Linked DNA regions of Triticum aestivum: region 2 is linked to region 1. Evidence: chromatin contacts called from public Hi-C data. All regions are on one chromosome and are shown on one strand. The core of a region is the stretch at or near the end of the contact, and the rest is flanking DNA. Distances in the headings are between cores, read along the strand shown. Region 1 holds the start of LOC123190445 (gamma-soluble NSF attachment protein). Region 2 holds the start of LOC123186099 (LRR receptor-like serine/threonine-protein kinase FLS2).

The links. Hi-C and Micro-C count contacts between places; a contact is called where the count stands out from the background.
Region 2: a Hi-C map of leaf shows a contact between it and region 1, with 7 times the contacts expected there. The contact joins the enhancer-like site here to the promoter of LOC123190445 in region 1. A contact is called at or near these places in 2 of 5 Hi-C or Micro-C datasets (both in leaf).

The regions. Positions count from the first base shown.
Region 1 is chr2A:711,059,694-711,066,007 of IWGSC CS RefSeq v2.1, reverse strand. It overlaps LOC123190445 (gamma-soluble NSF attachment protein), which reads left to right and starts at 2,036. Exons shown (of 9, transcript XM_044603089.1): 1 at 2,036-2,320; 2 at 3,450-3,517; 3 at 3,615-3,699; 4 at 3,783-3,941; 5 at 4,008-4,145; 6 at 5,079-5,157; 7 at 5,505-5,584; 8 at 5,692-5,821. The coding sequence starts at 2,268. It overlaps LOC123190447 (a long non-coding RNA gene), which reads left to right. Exons shown (of 7, transcript XR_006496350.1): 7 at 98-558.
Region 2 is chr2A:711,495,882-711,502,885 of IWGSC CS RefSeq v2.1, reverse strand. It overlaps LOC123186099 (LRR receptor-like serine/threonine-protein kinase FLS2), which reads left to right and starts at 6,882. Exons shown (of 1, transcript XM_044597896.1): 1 at 6,882-7,004. The coding sequence starts at 6,922. Within about 2 kb of position 2,810, at least 2 of the 8 cell types and tissues checked have an H3K27ac peak or open chromatin away from gene starts, as enhancers often do. A contact at or near this core is called in leaf, where this site is marked.

The sequences.
Region 1 (6,314 bases), core at 787-3,286:
GATGTTGTATCATCAGAATCTGTAGCCCTGCACAGTTTTTTTTGTCTATACATACACTTCAATTTCTTGCTTGCACTGAAATCCCTCTTTGTCACAGGATGAGTCAGAAACTGAAGATGATGATCCCTTGGACACAGAAGAAGCTTCCTCTGTCCTCATCGCTGCACTGCAGTCTTTCGGCCAAGCTCCGGTGAATGACGACGAAGAAAAAGATATCGTGACAGAGGTAGATGTCTTCTTGCGTCCTACTCTAAATGACAGGGGCTCTCCTATCAGCAAAATAGCTACTCTGGAGGCGCAGATGACGATCGCAAGAGACCGTATCTTGAGGATAAGTGAATGACTATGAGGTCTACATGTTAAGTATAGAAACCTGACGTGGACAAGTGTGCGCTTTGCTGCCACTTCTTTGCCAGCCGGAGTGGCCTGTTTTCAGTGACGATCATGGATCATGGTGTACATGCATGTATATGTTGTGTCCTGATAGACTGTACTACAAGATTTTCTTGGAATGGTTTGGTACTTCTGTTTTATTATGCTATGAAGAGTGTATGTGTATGCTGGTCCCGTGTACTCTGTTTGTACGTCTGGTTGGCAGGAGATTGGGCGAGGTTTTGTATCTTCTCAGGGGTTGCTATCTTGCCGTACATACTCAACTTCTTTGGGTTCAAGGTATTTTCTTTCTTTCTTTCTTTCATGAAGAGGTTAAGTCGGAGGAGAGGATCCGGATCCCGGAGGGCACGCTGCTCTGGCCTCACTCCACTCACCATGCTGGCTACCCAGCTCGGCCCTGCGGCCCTGCGCAGGTATTCACCCACCTTTCCACTGCCCCTGTAAGGACCTCCTTGATCTTGTACCTATCCAAATCCAAATCCTAGCAAATACACTTCAAAGCAAGGTACTATTGTAGACCTCCATCCAATCCGTGATGCCCCCTAACCAATACATGTGTAGGCATTGTCCATTGCTAATTTAATACTTTACACGTTAGAGCATGGTATCAGAAATAGTACGTGCATGTTGCACAGAGATATTATTTCGCATGCATGAATTCTAATTTAAGCTTAAAGTTAGGCATGTCTAATCTCACACACCATATAATTTCCTTACTGTTCACTACATCTTTTTATCTCCAGTTTGGATAGAGTCTAAGCGATAATCTTTAGTCTGATTTATCTTCAAAAGTTTGCTAGAGGCTATAGATGACCTTCTGTGTTTTCTTCAATAGTTTTTTGGAGTGCAACAGTATGAACTGGTTTCCCCATCAGGGCTGTATTTTCTTTTCTTTGATAGATTCTATAGTCATGTACTTTCGTTTCATGTTTCCATGTTTGCCCCTTTCTTGCTGAGCTTTATTCGGATGAATTTTTGTTGTTGTGTGATGTGGCTACATGGGCATGAACGGACATTTTGATATTGCTTGGTTTGAGACGTTCTTTTATTCTTTGACTCAGGCACTCAGCTACGTGTGGTCAGTGATGACAATCGACAGAATCTCTGTTTGAAAAAATATCCGTAATTACTAGCAGCATTCCATAATTTGTATCGGGCTGTCTTGGTGTCGCAACCTAGGAAGTACAAACAGGGTCAGTCGTCACCACAAATAAAAACATTGTCGAGCCTTACTTTTTGTAGGTTGCCTTATTTCTGTTTTTTAAGGAAAGATAGCAATTTCGTTCATTACAGTCCTGTTGCAAGGACACTGCTAGATCGCGGTGCGTCGAGATCATAATTGCTACACTCAAAGGTTACATTGACCTTATTGCTGACATTTGCAAAAATTATATTAAAAAATGTTGCATAATAGCATGTGGAGCAATTTATACTTAATATTTCGTCCGATGCAACGCACGGGCATTTGTACTAGTATAAATCCAACTTTGTAACTGTAAAATGCGAACCAAATCCAACTTCACTTGAACTCCGGGCCGTTGGTTAGGACCCTGGGTTGTTGGGCCATGACGACAAAACGTATCGTTTCTGCTTTCCACTGAGTCGGCCTCATTACAAGGATTGGGCCCCCGGTCACACGGCTTCGACTTCATTGATTTTTTTTTCCAGCTGTTCGACGTCCGGTCTGTCACAGCGACGGGATGAACTGACGCTGCACGGATCTCAGAGAGGAACCGGATCCCTTCCTCCCTCCGAACGGCAGCTCGGCAGCTCAACTCAACCCCAACTCAACCCAGCCCAGCCGTCGTCGACCCTAGAGAATCTGCGAGGAGCAGCAGCGGAGAAGAAGAAGGAGACGGTGGTCTCTCTCCGCCATGGCCAGCTCGTCTGCCGACCCGGAGAAGCTCATGGCCAAGGCCGACAAACTGCAAGTCCCCTCCCCCCTCTCCTTTATCTCTTCCCCCCTCCCCCACACCGGGATTCCCCTTGCTCCTTCCGATGCGCGCGCCGTCTGATCGCGGCCCAGAGGGCGGACTAGTCGAGGTGCCGCTCTCGAATTAGAGTTTTCTACAGTAGAGTTTTTCTTTCCCGATCGTGGATTGGAGCGTCCTGGATCTGTGCCTGATCTTAGGTGACGCGGAGCTAGCGATTTTTTTTAATGAAAATATGTGGCGCTGATTTTAGGATCTTGGTGACCTCCAAGTGGTTGGTGGAGGTAAGCTTTGGGGTAGTAGGATTCAGACTGCTTGCCCCAAATGCTAGGGGATTTCCTAGCCATTCCTGCCTGAAAGGGATCATTAGCTTGGAGCAGGCGCAATAAACTTGCAGGAAAAAGATCAAGCAATGCGATTAGGCTGCACGCTGGCTCTTTGTTTTGCTGCAGTTTTGTTTACATCCGATCTGCGCTCCTAGGGAAACACGAGTAGACTCTGTCTCCCTGATCATATATGTTCATATCCCATTAGCCATTGAAACACCAGCGGAAGCAGGCATGAGTGTAGGCGTACCAATTCTTGTGTCAGTCTGTGTTGCTTCTTACTGCGGTTATGCTTTCAGCGGTGTAGCTTGTTGGGCATGTTAGCACATTTGGCTGTTGGAGAATTTGTGGTGCCAAATCCACTGCACTAACTAGTGTGGCACATTCAGAAATTTTACTTGGGCTATTCTCCACTTCGATTGTGATAGTAGATGAGAACAACAGCACTTCTTTTTGCGGGGAACAAGTGCACATTGCCTTGCATAAAAGTGAACCTCTTGTTCATCGTAGTTTCTCAAAAGCTCACCAGTTTATTTAAAACTGACTGATACTCTCTTCGCAACATAGTTTTCATAAGTTTTTTTTCTTCCCAATTGCCTAATTTCAGATACTTATTAGACGATATGTTTACATTGCCACCTGTTTGTTTTAGCGCGTGAGTGTTTGCTAAGTATGCTGATTTTTGTATTTTTACTGATGTTACTGTATCAAATCAATTTCATTTAAAGAAATTCCTTTTGCATCCATTAATGTGCTAAATGAATATGAACAATCTTTTTTCTAATATATTCTTTTGCAGAACAAAACTGAGCTTCACAAGATGGAATGCTGATTGGAAGAGTGCTACCGCCTTGTACGAACAAGCTGGTCAGTGACTTTGTATGCTGTCGCCATATTCGTATATTCTCTTTCACTGTTTGGTACGCTGCGTTGTATGTAATGAAATTTCATCTCCACTTTAAAGCAATTGCTTATAGATTCAGAAAGGACAATGAGAAAGCAAAGGATGCATTTGAGAAGGCTTCAAAAGGACAAGAAATGATCTCATCGTATCCTTCAGGAATTTATCTATGTCTGTTGTGCTGTCACATCGTTGAACAATCACCTATTTTACCCTTGACTAATTCCCTAGACCGTGGGATGCTGCTAAGCATATGGAAAATGCTGGTGCTTTAGCAAAGGAGCTTGGACTCTGGAATGAAGTTTCGGACTTTTATCGCAGAGCATCAGAATTTTACCGTGAATGTGGAAGATCGCAACCTGCCTCTGATGCTCTTGCAAAGGGTGCCAGGTAATTCAAAAGCAATCCGATCATCATTCGTTCCGAGGCTCATGTGTCTAATCATTATAATATCAGTGCCTTGGAAGATAAAGCTCCAGAAGAAGCAACTAAATTGTATGATGACGCTTGCACACTTCTAGAAGAAGATGGAAAGGAGCAGATGGCTTTTGACTTGTACCGTGCTGCTGCAAGTTTATATGTGAAGCTTGAGAAGTAAGATTGCACAGATCAGCTTGTGCATGCCAATTACACTACATTTTTGCATGTCTTTCTACAAATCCATGGCATGCCATGTGTCATGCATGATTTTCTTGAATTCATTTACTCTTATGTTCTTTGCTGTTACTTTTGGAGCAAGCACATTTTAGGATAGAAAAGGAGTCTCGATCCCAAAACTTTGAGAGCAACACTAGGGGAGTAATACAATATCTACTTGAATAAGCACTCCCCAGTAAACACCGACAGAATTGGAGTAAGCTACACACACACCAAATGGTGGGCAATGATAGGTGGTATCTTTACCAATTTCGGTTCCTACAGTTGTTCTTTCCGGTACTTGGGGATTAATTCCCAGTCTTTTGGTCTATCCTTGCAATTTTTGCTTTAACTAAGAATACTGTTTGGTTCATCAAACATAAAGAAGCAGGCAGAGACTATGGAAATCGGCAAGGGCTTACATTTGTTTACTAAAATAATCCAAACTGGTTGATGCTATATTCCACGAGCTTTTACATCCTTATTCTGGGATTTGTGTATGTTTTGATTGAGTCTCTTTTTTTGGGACAAACCCAGCTCCCTTCTTGCACGCCTTTATTCAGTAAATTCACAGGAGGCCCTTTTTTCTGTATGTGCCTGCCTATTTGTTTTGGTCTTTTTTTTTCTCCTTCCCTGAATAATTGCTCTGCTTAGAATTATTAGAGCTTATTGCACTCATACCTTTTGATGGTTCTGTTTGCTGAATGTACTTGTGGATTAAAATGTTCTTGAAGTTTTAGTGGCATCCTTATTTATCGTTGGATTCTTCAGTTCACACGTTGTCCTTGATCTTTTTCTGACATTTATGCATATATACATCACTTGGCATTCTTAGCAATCGTGTTTATGTACTGATTTATGTGTCATTTCATATTTGGCCATGTCTGACAGGTACTCGGATGCCGCTGCATTCCATTTAAGACTTGGTTCAGCTGCTGATAAGTGCAATGCCGTCAACAGCCAATGCAAGGTAATATTTACACAAAATGTGCTTAGCTATTCAGAAATTTGTACTTTGCAAGGTTTCTGAGGGAAACCTTGGTATTCACCAAAATGTGTTTGCTGAATAGTGTACATTCTGAAACTTTGTTTTTTTTCCTTCTTTCGGCAAGATAATTCTTGCAGCGAGAAAGATTATGCGGTGAAAACTGAAAAGTTTCTTAACAGATAATGGCATGCTAGCTGGTCTTGGAAGTTTATCCCTTATAAAACACTGATGTGCAAAATGAAACTATATTCATTCTGTCTTGTTCAGTTAAGAGGTATCACGATTTTGAAAAAAAGAAGTGTTAATCCAGAGTTGTTCCATGTGTGCAGGCCTATCTGAGTGCAATCATTATCTACCTTTATGCACATGATTTTCAACAAGCTCAGAAATGCTACAATGATTGCTCAGAGTAAGTTATGCGTTGGTGATAGACTGGTATTGCCTTGGCATGTAACATATTTTGTGTTATGTTGGTTGTATTAAATCACTTTCCTTTCCTCCTTTTCTGTGTTGCAGGGTTCAAGGCTTCCTGAATAGTGACCAGAATCGATGTGCAATGAAACTGTTGTCTGCTTATGAGGAAGGTGATGCTGAAGAAATCAAGCGTGCTGCTCAATCAAGTGCCATTAATCACCTCGACCATGTGGTATGTCTTTTGAGATCCTTAGTCAAAAGGCTATCGATTATATGAGAAGATGATCTATGATGGTGCATGTGCTTAGAATGGTGAACTAAGGACTCTCCTAATGCACAGGTGCTTAGAGCAAGTGCTTAGTGTGCGAGGAGGCCTGGGAACTGAACTCCCAATGCATAGGTGCCTAGTTTGTTGTCGCTAAGGTTCATTTAGTTAGCTGTAGGTTCTTTTGTGCAAGCTCAAGCGGTAGCAAGGGGACAAGGACAAGGGGATATGAACGGGATCAAAATATACACAGGGCCTTGTGCCTGGATTCGTTTATTTCTGAGGACACCAAAGTCTTCTCTCCTCCACAATTACATTGCCTCATCTGCTTTTTGCCTATGTGGCATACTTAGCACCAGTACATGGGAGGGCATCGTGCTGAGGCATCATAGGCTAGACATGTTACTGAGAATGTTCCTTTTAATTAAGATATATTCTTCAGATTCTACCATTGTAACTG
Region 2 (7,004 bases), core at 1,561-4,060, 440 kb before region 1:
GCTCGCCATTGTTCGCCTTTGTCTGCTACTTCGACTACATCCTCGTTCTCCTCGACATCGCCATGTCCAGCGAATCCGAGAAGAATGCCGCCCAGGACAACGTCGCCACCGCGACTACGACCCGGCCGACTGGAGGGTATAATTTGTTTATCTCTTCTCCTATTTATTCCCGTGGTCACTATGCTTGATGTTTACGTAGATGTACCTGATGTATGCGTAGTACAAGCTTGCATGGCTAGGTATACAATATTAATACCGTCAATGCCATGTTCATGATTTATTTCTAGATTAGATTAATCAAAAAAATTGTGATTTTACTCAACATATGTTCCCTAATAAGTGTGTGTGTGTAATCCGATGAAATTGCAAGGTACGATGAGTCAAATTTTGCAAGATAACTCATATTATTGGAATTTTGTGATTTAGAGAAGTTGTGATTTAGAAAGAAAAGAAACTAGAGTCGAGAGACAGAGCCGTCGGGTCTTGAGATTGATGAAGTTAGCAAATGTGCCTTGTTATGAATGGGAACATCGTTTTCCCTTGTAGAATATTTCGTTTTTATGAGACTCCAAATTGTCAAACCCGCGGTTCCAAATTTTTTTGTCAAACCCTAGTTTTTTTATCACTGATAAGTCAAGGGTACCATTGACCTCCTAACTATCAACAATTGGTTGGTTCTCAACAGTAGGAGTAGGAGTACCTTCTAAACTCTCATTGACCCCATCGATGTCCCATCGATCCTAAGGGCATCTCCAATGCCGATCCTCAAACCTCCCGCAACCGTCCGGACCACACAGTCCGGACGTGTTTTGTCATCCAACACAGTTTTGTATCGGTCCCCTCGGTGGTCCAGACGCACTTTTTCCTACAAACCGGAGACAAATAGGGGGGGGGGGGGCTTTGCGGGCGTCCGGACCACTGCCAAATCTGCTTCTGACTACACTGGCCCACCATTAACCCCCTCCCTGGCCCGGGCGCGCTTCCTGCCCGAAATAGCCAGCGCCGCTCCAGAGCGCCAGTGCCGCATACATACCCGACCAGAGTGAACGCGACCTCTCACTGCTGCCGGCATTGAAGTTGCGCACCGGCTGAGGGAACGCTACCCGCACCACTTCCAGGTGTAGGCGATTGCTCCATGTTCAAGCGACACCCCGTCCGTCTGTCGCCCTACACTAACAATATGGGGTTGCCGAGGAACCTACTCCGGCGTCACCCGTCCGTCCGTCTGCCGCCCACCATTAACCACACCGCCACATCCCATTGCCATCGGCCCACTATATAAACACTAGCCCCGGTCATAGCCACATTCATCCTCCTCCTGTTCTTGTCTCCTCTCCGCACCACGCCCGCCATGGCCTCCTTGCACTTCAAAGCCCTCTGGGACACCCTCTCATCGAAGCAGAAGAAGGAGATGACCGCCATTGCTGCCGGCTAGCAGGCCGACCGACAGACGGAGGCCGCCGCCGCCCCAATGGAGGACGAGCCGGCGACACCCTCCTCGCCAGTGCATGCCGATCTCACCATCGGGGAGCCCGTACGCAATACACAGACATGCTGTGAGAGGAGCAGGAGGCCAAGTTCCGACAGGCGCAGGCCGACCAGGACTACAACCTCAGCCTCCTCGAGGAGCACTGATCCGCGAAGGGGCTGAGCAGGAGGCGTTGCTCGAGTCCTACCACTCCGCCTGCTTGATCCGACGCGATCGCCGGTAGTACTGCCAACTTCAGGTGAAGTTATAAGCCACCTACAGGGAGTTCGACGAGGCGACAGATGAGGTGTGGGGCAAGAGTGATGACGAGGAGGACATTGCCAGTTACGCCCCATCTGCGCCCCGCCGCCATGACCACGAAGCCGACACGTCACTAGGCGCCGCCAGCAGCGTGGAAGAGTAGTGCTTGGTAGGTCACTGCCGCTCGGATCCCAAGAAGGCCACCACTCCCCTCCCGTTGAAGCGAAGCTTGGCGGGCTAAACATCGTCGGACAATTAGCCGCTTGACGGCAACGTGAAGGCGAACAACTTCACTTCCCGGGGTTGCAGAGGCGCAGCTGGTGAGCGCCGAGGCAGAACTCGAGAAGGCAAAGGCAAGAGCCGGAGCTTCAGTTCTCGGGGCTCACGGCCGGACGTGGGGAATGGGCGCCGAGAATCATTTAGATTAGGTCTAGAGAATGGTTTAGTTAAAAATTATCTAAAATGTAATGAATTTCGTCCGATCTATATGAAATCCGCCGTGTTTGCATGAATTTTGACCGTTTAGTTTAAATAGTGGTTGAAATGTATACGGGCAGCGTTGCATGCCCGACTTTCGCATCCGTATTCGCGGACTGGTCCCACCTATCGGCGAACGAATGTTGAAGCAAATTTGTGGGTCAACATTACAGATGCCCTATTTCCAAACAGAGGCTTACAACCACGTAATCATCAGCGAAATGTGGCCTACACTACTCACTACAGCCAGTAGCAAAATACACCGTAACAAAAGACCTCCGCGGCACCGCGCCATGGAGCCGTACGTGTAGGCCCGAAACCGTGCGTTGCCGTTGCGCACACGGTGGAACGGATGCCAACCCGATGGATGATGACCAACCTCGTCCCCGTGGCCGCCGGTTTTCGTCGCACCACCCCCACCGATCATTCACACGTATCCAGACCCATTTCCGGATTCCACGCAACAAGGCGGGCGCCGTGTACTGCCAACGCGGCTGCAGCTCCCGTGCTCAGCAACTTGCAGGAGCCGTCGCCACCCACACCCACAGTTGAAATCATGCATGTGCATGGGGTCGCTCGAAACCGAACAAAGGCCACTCGCTCGGCCCGTCATTTTCCTCGCGCACTTGCGGGCTTGCAGCTAGCATGACCAGTTGCTGGCCTCCATGGCTCCACGCCGGGTGTTTTTCTTATGACTTTGACCTGCGCCATGATTTGAGTGCTGCCGATTGCTAGGCTATGCAACATGGTCCGGATTGGTCAAGAGGACACTCCAGTGTCACCCTCCCTCCCAATCAATCCTTCCAAGCTTATCTCCAAGTGGGTGCTGTACTCATGGTTTTTGTTAAGAAAAACACGCTGCCATCACTTTTACCCCATGTGTTTTCTCGGTTTCACACACACACACACACACACACACACACACACACACACACACACACACACACACACACACACACACACACACACACACACACACACACACACACACACACACACACACACACACACACACACACACACACACACACACACATTTCAGCTTCGACTTCGAGCTTTCAAGTATTCAAATATTCCAACTAGCAACAATGACCACTTCAAGGAAAGAAGAGGATGTCCACAGTCTCTTCCGGGAACAATAATGCAATCCTCGATAGAACCTCCGTATGTCCAAGTAATTTCTAGATAGTTTCAGATTCTCACACAGAAATTGCATAGAGAAATAGATTGGTTCCGTCTTCATGTATATGACTGAGCTTGCAGTGATTTTCATCATGTGCTGACCTCCAATTCCTTCCGATAAAAACTTCACAAGAATCTTGTCGAAATCTAGCCGGAATTTGGTGACCGGAGATTGGAAGGGTTGCGGGTGGCCATCGGAGGCAAATGAACGTGCCCGCCGACACTACTCCTCACTCCTTGAGAACTTAAACGTTTCGAGGGTTGCACTAGAGTTAAGCTCTTTTAAGGGGTGGGCTAAAGGTGCCTTAACGTTCACAGTTAGCCCAATAGAACACTATCTACAGTAGACTAGAGCTCTACTTATTGACAGAATTCGTTGTGCGCTCAGGTGGCTAGTGCGTTCGAATCCCTCACCCGGAACTCTCCCGTTCGAATCCCCCACTCGAGCAATGTTTTATCCTTCTCTTTCTTTCTTCTATTCACTGACATATGGGACCCGCGTGGATGGAGAGTTGACCGGTCAACATAAAGAAAATACGAAGCTGGGTGAGTATACAGTGACTGTATTGACTAAGAGCAACTGCAACGCGACCAGAGCCAAACGGACGCACGCTTTTTTCGTTCGGATTATCCGCTCCATTTTATATTTGGATCAGCAATGCGTCCAACGTGCCGATACATTTCATATCCACATACAAATTTTAAAAGGCTCCTGGCCATAGATCATGTCAGCGGCCATGCCATCGTCCAGAGTTCATGTCGGCGCCATGCCAGCACATATAAAGGGCGGGAGTTCGACCACGCCATCTCGGCTGTGGTCATGCCAGTACACTTGCCGGCATAAAAAAGAATGACGCTCTCTATCATAGATCACTCGTCATCGAACTTGAGCATGTCGACTTGCATCTTCTCGAACCATTGCCTCTTCCTCAGTGACACCGTGTTCAAGTCCACCTTCATGATCTCCATCCTTGTCATCATGCTAGCGAGCACCATTTCTTTTTACCTTTGGTCTTGGCATTGGTGGTCTCGATCTCGAGCATCTTCACTTGCTTCTCCGCCTTCATCTTGAGCATCTTGATTTGCTTCTTCGCATCGAGCTCAAGCCTCCTCCTTCGGATCACCATGAAGGCGTTCATTTGATCTTCATTGTCTTGTCGGCGCTTCTTCTCCCTTGTGTCCTTCTTCATCATGCCCTCCAAAGTGGCATGCAAGGCAATCGACGCCACATCGCGCTTGTCCTCCTTCTTGGAGTTGGTCTTCCCCCGCGGTCGTGGCTTCTCACCCTCCCCATGCTCCTCGACGGTTTCCACCCCCACGTGCTTTGGCAGCAGTATATTGCGCCTTGAACTTCTCCTCCCCGTTGATGATCATCCAACAACGGGTGAGGTTGAAGGACTTGCTGTCATGTGGGGTCTTGAATGCCTCCAAAGCTTAGAATGCCTACAAGTGAATAGCATGCAAGCATATGAGCAAATGGGCATGCAAGCATAACGATAAACATATACGAAGTGGCGCATGTATACCATATCTTTGAGGCCGAGGCCGCTCACAGGACGTGCTTGGATGCTCTGAAGGGTTGCACAAAACTTGTCCCACTCTTGTTGTATCACCCTCCATCACTTCAAGAGCGACACCCACCCGCGCTTGCTCTCCATTTGGTACGGCTCGAACTTCTTGCATTCATGGTACTCACGATAAACACGAAGCCAAAAGATAGATGCCTTTTTCTCGGCGCCGACCTTGGGGTCTTGTCCAATGTCCCTCCAACACTCACAAAGGAGTTTGTCCTCCGGCTGCGTGTATGCCTTCGTCTGCTTGCTTTTGCGCTTCTTGTTTGCGCCGGCTTGGTTGGCGAGCTTGTGCTCGAACAAAGGCTCCCCATCGATGCTCACTTCATCCTCTTCCTCGAGGCCATAGTCCTCTGGGAATTCGAGGTCGAGCGGGAAGGTGCTGCCCATGCCGACCTGGTCTTGCATGAAGGAGTCGTCCATGCCAACTTTATCAAAGGTGGCTGGCATGAAGGGCGCTCTTCCATCTTGGCTTTGGGGTCTTGTCGGGATCAAAGGCAGCCGCGCCCGCACCGCCTGCGGAGGCAGCGGCTCCCACACCGCCTTCGAAGATGATGTTCTCGATGAGAAACGGTTGGCCATCTCGTCGTCACTGGTGACCGGCATTCTGTCGAACAGGTTGCATGCATTTCCTCGTCCCTCTAGAGGATGATCCACTAGCCACCGGTGTGGCGTTGAGGTCGATAGCCATGGGCGCGGTTGTGGATGGCGCCACTAGGCTCACCTCCGACGAGCATTCCCCAGAGAAGCGGGAGGCTTGCAGATAGATATGGAAGCCGGGAATCGGCTGTGTGGTAGACGCGCGCGGCGACTCTGGCAGTACCACCCGAGGAAATGCCGACAACCCCATGCTCGCCGCGGCCACGGCGGCGGAGACAAGCACATGATAGCCAGGGTTTAACCCTAGGTAGAGCAGGGTCTCCCTCGTTGCCGTGACGACGCGGGCATTGGTTTCCTCCTGCTGTGCGGCGGCGGAGAGGGAGGCGGCAGCCGCGGTTCTGAGCTTTGCGTCCGCGCATGTCTCCGACCCTTTCTCTTGGCCGACCGCAGGGCCCACTGCTTCGGCGTCAACTGCTTCTTCTTGGGCGGTGCCGCAGTCTTGCAGGGTGCGCGGGGCTTGCCTTTGGCAGAGGCGATGAAGGTGAGGTTGGAGGAGGCGAGGCCGGCAGCGGCATCGAGGGTCGGGACGTCATCCATGGCGAGCGGGCGGGAGTTTTTTGAGAAAGTGGGGAAATGGTGGTGGTTGTGCCACCGACTGGCGGGTCAGGGAAGGAGTAGGCCGGCGTCGCGCGCATTCGTTTCGTGTCCACGCCAACGCAAATGAGATCCAAATTTGGGCCAGAAATGGATCGTCGGGCGGATAAAAAATAGACGCGCGTACGTTTGTGTCGGCGCGTTGTGCCAATTTTTGTGTCCGTTTTAACCCAAACGAACACGTGCGGACAAAATAGGTCGGCGCGTTGGAGTTGCTCTAAGGTCTTGAATACATGGACCGAAGTGAACCAGTGAGAAAAGTACAGGGACCACCAGTGAATTTTACTCCTTTTTAAAGCTCGCTGAAAAGAGCAATTTCTCTCCTCCGTGGACCATCATCTGTTATCAATTTTCTCTGCAATTTTACTCCTTTTTTTTAGGATCTGTTTTACTCCTTTTTAATGCTCGCTGCAAAGAGAATCTAGTATGGTCTGAAACCATCATCCATTTTCTGTTATCTAAGCCATGTCGGCACGGCAAGACTGCCACCTTCTTCTCCCTTTGAATCAAACTTCCCGCCAGATTTCGAGTCAATCTGGTCCCTTTCGTCGCGTGTCGACGCGCCTCGGGTTGACACTCACACACACAGACGTGGACAGCATGGTTCGATGTTGCTTAAAAGCACTCGCGAATTTATTCGATTCAATCACATAGTACATAGTATTCACATGAGATTGAAGTCTGCAAGGAACAAAGATCGCACTAGAAATGGTGGCTCGTCGCACTTGGCTGCTGCCGCCGGTTCTCGCTGTCTGGCTGGCGGTGGCATTGCTCGCGGCGGACGCGGCGGC